Linked DNA regions of Mus musculus: all the other regions are linked to region 3. Evidence: chromatin contacts called from public Hi-C and HiChIP or PLAC-seq data. All regions are on one chromosome and are shown on one strand. The core of a region is the stretch at or near the end of the contact, and the rest is flanking DNA. Distances in the headings are between cores, read along the strand shown.

Region 1 (3,133 bases), core at 201-2,700, 73 kb after region 3:
TAGCACCTGCAGGCGTGACTGGTACCGTATAAAAAGAGGGACATTTAGACAAAGGCATATAGCACAACTGCAAAGACAGCCTGTAGTGGGTGCAGTGATGCTAAGAAATACTAAGACTGCTGGCAGCTCCAGGTTCACACCACGTGTGCCATCACTTGGGGTTGCTATGTCCAGAATTCTGAGAGAACAAATGTATTGCTTAAAGCCTCTTGCCTTGTAGGCACAACCATAATCCCCATAATCTGCCAGGATTGACCTTGAACTTAGTGGGGGGGGGGGGGGGGGCCTTGTCTGAGCAAAATCCAACAGGCCACTCAGCATGTCTGAGTAAGAGTCCTTGCGTCCATGCTGTCTGGAACAAGTTGCTCAGATAGTCACACTTGAAGGCTTAAAGGCAGGAGAGACTCTCCACTCATCTCTACACACAGAATTAGGCAAACACATTATCCCACTTACTTATCCATCTATCTGCCCTGTAGACACTAGCCATGCCCTCAAGATGTATGATAGGCTTCAAAGAGGAGACAACAGAGAGGCCCTGGGTTCCTTCTCAGCACCCACATGGTGACTCACAACTGTGTGTAACTTCAGTTCTAAGGCTCCAACACCACCTCTGACCTGTTGACACGGTGCACACACATGTGGACCACAGATATACCTGAAGGCCAAACGCCCCCACACATAAATTACAAAGGAATAAACACAATCAAAGGAGGTCACAGGGAGAGGGGGAAAGATTAGGATTATTCCCTAAAATACAAAATAAGTGGTCTCAAGTCCAGATGACTACACAGAGCAGACACTGCTTCATGGACAAGTAGTTCTCTCAAGATCCTGGGCTCTTGGTTCAACAGTGACGAGGACACTCTGCAAGAGAAGCAGGCAATCTTAACTGCTAAGCTACCTCTCCAGACTTGCAGTGACAGTCTCCCAGCGGTCTGTGAGAGGCAAGGAAGTAGCTTTACAACAAACACACTACCCACACTGCTTCTCCCAGGGCACCAGGATTGCTATGCAGTGGCAAGTTGTGCTGACAGCAGTGTACACTCGATAGACTGACAGTGACATCTCCTCTCAAATGTATAAGCTCAGACTAACCAGGAGAGAAACCTCAGCTAACCCCAACTAAGACTGTCTACGAAATATTTACTACTGCTAAAACCATCAAGGTCATCAAAAACAATGAGGCAAGAAACTGCCACAACAGCAGGGAGTGGAGGAGAACCCACAACTGCATGTTGGGCAGGTCCTGCACAGGATCCTGGAGCAGTCGCAGGAAGAATGAAGGATATAATCTTTATCAAGCATCAACTTTAGGTTAGTATAAAGGTGAATAACATTGGTTCATCGTGTGCCAGACACACCCCACTAAAGCATCCTGTTAGTGACAGGGGACTGGGTCTGCACTACTTGGGAATCCTCTCCACTAGTTTCCAGTTTCTCTGTAAATATCCAACCAGTCTGAAATGCAAAGTCCATTTCAAAAGAGGATTAAGGCGCCAGTACATGCTGCAATGTGCATAAGCCCTGAAGAAAAGAAAGGGAAAAGACTCAGTCACAAAATAGCACACACTGCATGTGTAGTCTATAAAATGTCTAGAACACAGAAACCTATAGAAATGGAAAGTGAACTTCCCAGAGTTGGGGAGAAAAGGAAGGAGGAAGTGAGTACTCACTGGGAAGGGTGGCTCTTAAGGGTAATCAAACGTTCTAAAGCTAGATAACGGTGCTCTACCGCAACTTAGTGGACACACTAAGAGTCACTGAATTGTGTGCTTTCAAAGGAGACTGGGGGACCAGCAGGATGCCTCAGAGAGAACTTGCCACTGAGGCCTACTGTCTTGTGTTCAACCATGTATGTTCTGATCTCCATGTGTATCTCTCTCTCTCTCTCTCTTTCAATCTCTCTCTCTCACACACACACACACACACACACACACTATATACAATGAGTAATGAAAAACTTAGGTGACTTTTATGGTATATGAATTTTTTTGTTTTTGTTTTTTTTGTTTTTCGAGACAGGGTTTCTCTGTATAGCCCTGGCTGTCCTGGAACTCACTTTGTAGACCAGGCTGGCCTCGAACTCAGAAATCCACCTGCCTCTGCCTCTCTGCCTCTCTCTCTGCCCCTCTGCCCCTCTGCCCCTCTGCCTCTGCCTCCCGAGTGCTGGGATTAAAGGCGTGTGCCACTACTGCCCAGTATATGAATTTCTTAATAAAGCTGTCATCAACACAAAACGAAATACAGCAAAATTAGAAAAGCTAATGTTAAAATACCAAACACACATGTGGGATGCTTTTCATTATTGTTCTAACTACACAACCTGACCTCTGTGATGCGCACAGCACACAGTCACCCAGAGCTCACCAGTTAGTCTGGATGAGCTGGCCGGTAAACCCAGGGATCCCCGTGTCTGCTCTCCCAGTGCTGAGATTACAAGTGTGCACAACACTTAGGAGCCACACCTACTTTGTGATGTGGGATCTAGGAATGAAACTCGGGTCCACGAGCTCACATGGAAGCACTTCCCACTGCAGTCCTCCTCAGGCCCTTGCAGACCTTTTGAATGAAACATTCTTGTCTGAACTTGTGATGTGTGACTCTAAGGAGGGCATCTGCCACCCTTCAGCCATAAAGCTCCTATGTGGGTTTTATTGAGGGTTCATGTCTGAAGAAGTTAACCATCACACTGTCCTGAGAGCCTTTCTAAAAGCCTTCTGCTTTGTGTGAGGTGATGGTGGTGGTTGTAATTGTTGTCATCGTCATCATCATTGAGACAAGAACTATATATAGTCTAGGGTCTGGACCTCATTATGCATCCCAGGCTACCTTCCTAAATACTCTTCCTATTTTGAGATGTCAGTATCTATCCATTCCCCCAGTGCTGCTTCTGCTGGGGTGTCACTACCCACATATGTACAGATTTCTGGTTTCCTTTGTGATTGGTGTCTCCTTGATCACCGAGAAGACATGTACTATTCCTGCCTTCTCTCCTCAGCCAGGTTATAAAAACCCTCCCTAGTTGTTCAGAGGCCCACATCTTTTTCATAGACATAAGTTCTTATCTATTGCTAGCTCAATCGACAAACCCTCAAACACTACACCTACACTGATAAGGGGGAAAAAGATT
Region 2 (3,386 bases), core at 431-2,930, 110 kb after region 3:
AAAGTAACATAAAATATAATAATATTTTAATGGAGGCTAAGGGGGCCTATAATGCCATCCCCTTGGAAGGCTGAGGCAAGAGAATTACAAATTCATCACACCTAATTACTTAATGAGAACTTTTCTCAAAATAAAAAGTAGAGCGAGAACTGGAGATAAAGCTCAGTAGTTAAACACTTGCTCAGCATGCTCTCTGCTCTGCACACACACACACACACACACACACACACACACACGCACACACACACACATGCACACACACACATGCACACACACACATGCACACACACGCACACATGCACACACGCGCACACATGCACACACGCATACACATGCACACACACACACGCGCACACACATACACACACACATGCACACACACACACACAAACAGGGCCTTGGAAATGGTGCTGTGAAAGCCCAGAACCACCCAGACTCCTGAGGCAGTGGGCGCATCCCATTTCAACATGAATATGGGAGGCAGACACAGGAAAATCACCCATGCATTTGGAGGACAGCTAACCTGAAATACACAGCCCAGCAGAAAGTCTAAAAGAGCAAGATGGAAGGAGGGGAGCCCACTCCTAAAAGTTACCTCTGACTCCCACACTTACTGTGGCACATACTCCACACACACACATGCAAACTAAGAAGATTTTGAAAATGATGCTTCTTATGACATCAAGCTAACCTCGCAACATGGACAATCACTGTGATTACAAGTGAAGCCCACACCTTCAAGCTCACTGTCTTGGTTTGCTTTCTAATGCCTGATAAAACACTGGTGGAAAACAACTTGGGAAGGAGTCTTACTCATCCAAATCACAATCCACCAAGACAGGAAGCCAAGACGAGAACTCGAGAAGAACAGGAACCTAGAGGCAGGGACTGAGCAGAGGCAGTAAAGGAATGCTGTGTGCTGGTTTCTCATAGCTTGCTCTAACCCTAACTCTAACCCTATTTATACATCTCAGGACCACCTGCAGAATGGCACCGTATTTGTTAGGGTTTTACTGCTGTGAACAGACACCATGACCAAGGCAAGTCTTACAAAAAACAACATTTAATTGGGGCTGGCTTACAGGTTCAGAGGTTCAGTCCATTATCATCAAGGTAGGAGCATGGCAGCATCCAGGCAGGCATGGCACAGGCAGAGCTGAGAGTTCTACATCTTTATCCAAAGGCTGCTAGTTGAAGACTGACTTCCAGGCAACTGGGGTGAGAGTCTTAAGCCCACACCCACAGTGATACACCTAATCCAACCAGGTCACACCTATTCCAACAAGGCCACACCTCCAAATGGTGCCACTCCCTGGTCCAAGAATATACAAACCATTACAGGGAGCCTGACACTACAGTGGGCTGGTACCTCCCACATCAATCATTAATTAAGGAAATGACCCACAAGCCAATCTGAGGGAGGCATTTTCTCAATTGAAGATCCCTCTTCTCAGATGACCCTAGAGTGTGTCAAGTTGAAATCAAGCAAAAAAATTTAACCAGCACATCCATAAGGGCACAGTTCTCAAAAAGAAATGTCTGGTGTCCTTTACAATACTGATATGATTGGCTCAAATGCCCAGAACTGGGAGAGGGCTTCTAGCACCGAAATCCAAGGCTGTCCTAGCCGTCCTTCACACAGACCTTGTCCTCAGGAGGAAATCCAGGCACATCTGCCTGCCTGCCCGCCCTCCCTCCAGCTTCTCCTCTAACAGACAGCAAGCGTTTAAAATGGCCATTTCCTCACTGCTAAGTGCCCTTTGCCCTTTCTTTTTAAAGCTTCCCAATTAGAAAAAGGATCATAAACTAAATCTGTAATTAACAATCTGTACAGGACATTAAACTTTAGTAGGCTGGGCTTTAGACCTTAACACCTTGTAAAAATGGTAAAATAAGTGTTTTGGAAAGGGATACGATTTTAAGAACGTGTTAAATGGCCACTTGGTAAAATGACTGGCTTGCAAGAAATGAGGCCAAAATGAAAGCTATCAACCCTGCTGTCTATGGGGGTGTGGGGCAGCACAGCAGGACACCAGCATGCTCCTGACCAGTCGTGGGCCACAGGGCATTTGTATTTTCAAACACTTTTCTGGAGCTGAAATCATGCCTAAGTGGAAGTTTAAAATCATTTTCCCAAGAACCCTTGTATCACATGCACCTGCTTAAAACGGAGTCTACTGCTAAGTAAAACTCAAACACATCTTAAATTTAAGAATACAGTCTCAGAGAAAGCTGGCGAGATGGCTCAGTGGAGAGAACTGGTTGCTTATAGAGAACCCAAGCTCAATTCCCAGTACCCACATGATAGTTCACAACCATCTGTGACTCCAGCTCCAGGCAAGGCGACGCCCTCTGCTGGCCACTGTAAGCAATACATACACATGGTGCACAGACATAAACGCATGTGAAACATACATCCAAATCAAACAAAAATACAGTCTGTGAGTCAAGCTTTCGATGCTAAATCTCCTCTGTAGCGACTAACATCATTGGAATTGTCATTTAACCTATGCTTTTAGGTACAGATCTTGGGTCATTTTTAAATATAAAGAAACTTTCTTTTAAATCATCATAGCTGAATTTTACAAGGAAAAAACTGTCTCAGTATATATTCCAAGAGCATATGAATTCAGATGTTGTTACAAAACTGAACAAAACATGGGGCAAATTTTGATTTACTTACAGCAGGCAATCAACACATCTTCAAATTCTTTTTTTTTTTTAAAGATTTATTTATTTATTATATGTAAGTACACTGTAGCTGTCTTCAAACACTCCAGAAGAGGGAGTCAGATCTTGTTACAGATGGTTGTGAGCCACCATGTGGTTGCTGGGATTTGAACTCTGGACCTTCGGAAGAGCAGTCGGGTGCTCTTACCCACTGAGCCATCTCACCAGCCCCCTTTTTTTTTTTTTTTTTTTTTTTTTTTTTTTTTTTTTACATCTTCAAATTCTAATGATTCTAATCAGTCTGTGGAACCCAGGAAGGAAGCTCCCTTCTTTTCCATAAGCTGCAAATTATCTAATCAGTCAGAAAAGCCCAGTGGAACTATTTAAAGTTACCACCAGTTATGACAATGCCTACAGATATGTCAGTGTTCTTCTCTGTCACAGAAATCTGCCTTCCTAATTGGATAAAATTACTTAGTAAAATGTCTCTCTTTCAAAGTTTTAAGGTCAAGTTTTCCTCTCTCCCTGGTACCTGGACATAATCACCAGTGGCTGGATGAACAGATAACCTGGCCGGGTGTGGTGGCTCACACCTTTAATCCCAGCACTCGGGAGGCAGAGGCAGGCGGATTTCTGAGTTCGAGGCCAGCCTGGTCTACAAAGTGAGTTCCAGGACAGCCAGGGCTATACAAAGAAACCCTGTCTCGAAAAACAAA
Region 3 (3,079 bases), core at 204-2,703:
TCTCTGTGCTCTTTGTGGGTGAGGGTCTTTTAGCAAGCTATAACACCTCCTTCATGTCCTTTCTCTGTATAGCCCACTGAGTTTAATTAGTGCTATCTTTATGCGCATAGGTGTTCATGGTTTTTTGTTTTGACCGGAGTTACAGTGCTAGGCATGGATTCCCTCCTGTGAGGCAGGGCTCAGATCTAATCAGAAGGTGGTTGGCTGGCTAACCCCATAACTCATGCACTATTGACTCAGTGGGCGCATCTGGCCTGGCATTGGAATTATCACTCAGGGTAAGTCCACTGATGGCTTTTCTCCCCCAGTGACCTGCATGCCACCTCCTGACTCCATGAAAGCTGGGCAGCAGGTAAGAAGGTTTTAGATTAGTTTCAGCTTGAAAACAAGGAGTGTTGTCTTCACCAATATGTATGGTCTTACCATCTAGTTGTGGGAGACAACCAAAATAGCCTCACTTGTTTTTAGGTGGGCCCATAGCTGCCCTGACCAATAATGTAGGGATGATAGTATCCCAAACCCAGCACTGAGATTTTCATTTAATGACCCATATCTTTCATTTGAAAGCAATCAACCATACCTGATGCCGCCATTCAAACTTTTTTCTTCTTTTTTGTATGATTCATTTTTGTTTTGTGTTTTTAATTTTATGTGTTCAGGTGTTTTGCCTACTTATATGTCTGTACAATATGTTTGTGCACTTCATCTGAAGAGGGCATTTAATACCATTGAAATTAAATTCAGTCTGTACTTTTGACTGCTCAGCCATCTTTCTAGTTCTTGAATTTAGGGTTTTTTGTTTGTTTGCTTTTTTGTTTTTTGGACAGTGGGAAATGGCTAAAAATACTTAATTCCTATCTGACAGGGTTAATTTCTGCATATTTGGGGGAGAGGAAAAACAGAAAGGAGAGAGCTAGAGAGGGTTTGAAGGGGCTGGAGAAAGTGGGAGGGAAGGAGAAAAGGAAAGGAGAAAGAAGAAGAGGAAAGAGAGAGAGAGAGGTAGGAACCCTTTAATTCCTTTTAAGATGTATTTATTTATGTATGCCTACAAGACAGAAGAGGGCATCAGATCCTATTATAGGTGGTTGTGAGCCACCATGTGGTTGCTGGGAATCAATTCTCAGGACCTCTGAAAGAGCAGATAGTGCTCTTAACCATAGAGCCATCTTCTCCAGCCCCATAAAGATTATCTGGGCTCACTTTTTTTTTTCCTTTTCCTTCCTTTCCTTTCTTTTTTTTAAAAAAGAGAGACAAGGTTTGTCTGTGTATCCCTGGGTGTCCTGGAACTCACTTTGTAGAATAGGCTGGCCTTGAATTCAGAGATCTGCCTCGGCCTACCAAGTGCGGAAAGTAAAAGCGTAAGCCACCACCATCCACACGGTCCTCCTCATTCCTTAAACTACTCCCCAGGCAATCCGTCTAAATCACCGTTTCCGGTTACAGACCCGCCCACTTCGTGACGTAGAATCCCGGAGCCGCCCGGAAGCTCCACCACCTCCCCCCAGAGAAGTCGCGGCGAGAGCTATGGGTCCGGGCTGGTCGCCCGCGCGGCGTTTATGGCCGCTGCTGTGGCGCAGGGCGGTCTTCCAGAGAGCCGGCCCCGCAATGGCTTCGGTTCCCTGGCTTCCGCGGCTGGCAGAGCGATGGCTTCCCGCGAGGCCCGCGACCTGCCTGACCCCGAGCCTAACGCGCGGCCTGCACCATGGGCCTCAGCCCGAGGAGCGGACCGCTGGCGACGCTCGCCTGCAGCCCGGACCCGCAGGTACGCGGGCAGGACACCTGGTGGCCCGGCCTGACCCAGGCGGCCCTGGGCTTTCCTGTGCGCTTCGGGGGCAAGAGAAATAGCCATTCGCGCAGACGCAGAGCTGGAAGGGATTTGGGAGGTGGTCGGCACCAACTTTGCTTTGCGTACCCGAGAGTCCTAGAGGGAGGCTAAGGTAGCGTGTTGTCGTCAAAATTCCAGTCATAGAGCGGGCAACATCCGGCTCTTGGCTTCACAGCCCAGGATCCACCCCGTCTCACGATCTGCCCAGGGTCGTAGCAGGTGGACTGGTTGGTCTTAGTAGCACTAGTCCTAGCAGCCTCGTTTCTTCATATCTGTTGAAGGCTGTGGACCAGGTATTGTCTTGAGAACCCGCCTACCATACAGTATAGTTAAGTAACCTTTTTAATCTGCGATTCGATTTAACGTGTGCCCTAGGATATTGTCCTCTCCCTCAAATCATGCCGCTGGTTGTTGTGTAGCATCTCTGCATTTGTGGAGTGTTGTTCCTTTCAGTACTAGTAAATAGAAAGACATTTGCTTCTGCTTCCGTTTGGTAATCGCAGTATCCAGTGTCCGTAATCTGAACCTTCTACCTAGGAAAGCTGAGCAGTGCTTTAGGGAACTGTTGTCCGGGTTCAGTTTTAAGCTGGTTTTTGGTTGGTTGGTTTAGTTTGTCTTGAATGGAGATGGTATTAGGGGTTGGACCCAGGGCCACGTACATGCCACCACTGAAGCACACCTTCAGTCTTTTAGTTTAAAAATAAAAAATCTTTAGACCTTGTCTTTCTGAGTTGCTCAGCCTAACATTGAACCTGGGATCCTCCTGCCTAGTGTTCACCAAAGCATTTTAGATATAAATACACTTGTAGGGGGAGCAGTTCCACTGTCTCCAGGAGACTTCGTGTCAGTCTGCTTCTGTAGACAAATGTAGGTCTGTATTCTCCTCAGCCATCTGACACAAGCGTTTCTGCATTTTCAGATCACATTGGTGCCAAGTTTGACATCGATATGCTGGTTTCACTTCTGAGGCAAGAAAATGCAAGAGACATTTGTGTGATCCAGGTTCCTCCAGAAATGAGATACACAGACTACTTTGTGATTGGGAGTGGGACTTCCACCCGACACTTACACGCTATGGTCCACTACCTTGTGAAGATGGTAGGATGCTCTCCTTTGTTGTGAACCTTTACCTAGAGAGTGACACACAGAGGCTGCAGAGGAAGCCCACTTTCTAGAATTCCCAAGAGTGATTTTTATGGTTTCTCAGAGTAAAATATTTGGGAGCAAATACTTAGCTCTGTCGAGCCCAGATAA

What was found. A called contact is a pair of places that touch in the nucleus more often than the background predicts. HiChIP or PLAC-seq counts read pairs in DNA pulled down with a chosen protein or histone mark.
Region 1: a Hi-C map of rod photoreceptor shows a contact between it and region 3, with 2.2 times the contacts expected there. The contact joins the enhancer-like site here to the promoter of Malsu1 in region 3. A contact is called at or near these places in 3 of 39 promoter capture datasets (liver and macrophages), 2 of 15 datasets of contacts at CTCF or cohesin (CD8 T cells and pro-B cells), 16 of 484 Hi-C or Micro-C datasets (B cells, Th1 cells, brown adipocytes and 10 more), 11 of 115 datasets of contacts at active chromatin or transcription factors (the HPC-7 cell line, embryonic stem cells, epiblast stem cells and 3 more) and 3 of 9 other capture datasets (adipose tissue, embryonic stem cells and liver).
Region 2: a contact with region 3 is called in an H3K27ac HiChIP or PLAC-seq map of embryonic stem cells, with 6 times the contacts expected there. The contact joins the enhancer-like site here to the promoter of Malsu1 in region 3. A contact is called at or near these places in 9 of 39 promoter capture datasets (cranial neural crest, embryonic stem cells, liver and 4 more), 1 of 15 datasets of contacts at CTCF or cohesin (pro-B cells), 25 of 484 Hi-C or Micro-C datasets (B cells, CD4 T cells, CD8 T cells and 8 more), 22 of 115 datasets of contacts at active chromatin or transcription factors (the 230-238 cell line, the HPC-7 cell line, the SCID.adh cell line and 10 more) and 3 of 9 other capture datasets (adipose tissue, embryonic stem cells and liver).

What each region holds. Positions count from the first base shown.
Region 1 is chr6:49,145,166-49,148,298 of GRCm38.p6, forward strand. The region is part of intron 3 of Igf2bp3 (insulin-like growth factor 2 mRNA binding protein 3); the gene reads right to left. Among named protein-coding and RNA genes, the nearest start is that of D030074P21Rik, 67 kb to the right of the region's middle. Within about 2 kb of position 1,451, at least 8 of the 459 cell types and tissues checked have an H3K27ac peak or open chromatin away from gene starts, as enhancers often do. A contact at or near this core is called in rod photoreceptor, where this site is marked.
Region 2 is chr6:49,185,156-49,188,541 of GRCm38.p6, forward strand. All of the region lies in intron 2 of Igf2bp3 (insulin-like growth factor 2 mRNA binding protein 3), which reads right to left. Among named protein-coding and RNA genes, the nearest start is that of D030074P21Rik, 26 kb to the right of the region's middle. Within about 2 kb of position 1,681, at least 2 of the 459 cell types and tissues checked have an H3K27ac peak or open chromatin away from gene starts, as enhancers often do. A contact at or near this core is called in embryonic stem cells, where this site is marked.
Region 3 is chr6:49,072,342-49,075,420 of GRCm38.p6, forward strand. It overlaps Malsu1 (mitochondrial assembly of ribosomal large subunit 1), which reads left to right and starts at 1,454. Exons shown (of 4, transcript NM_029353.1): 1 at 1,454-1,762; 2 at 2,745-2,923. The coding sequence starts at 1,525.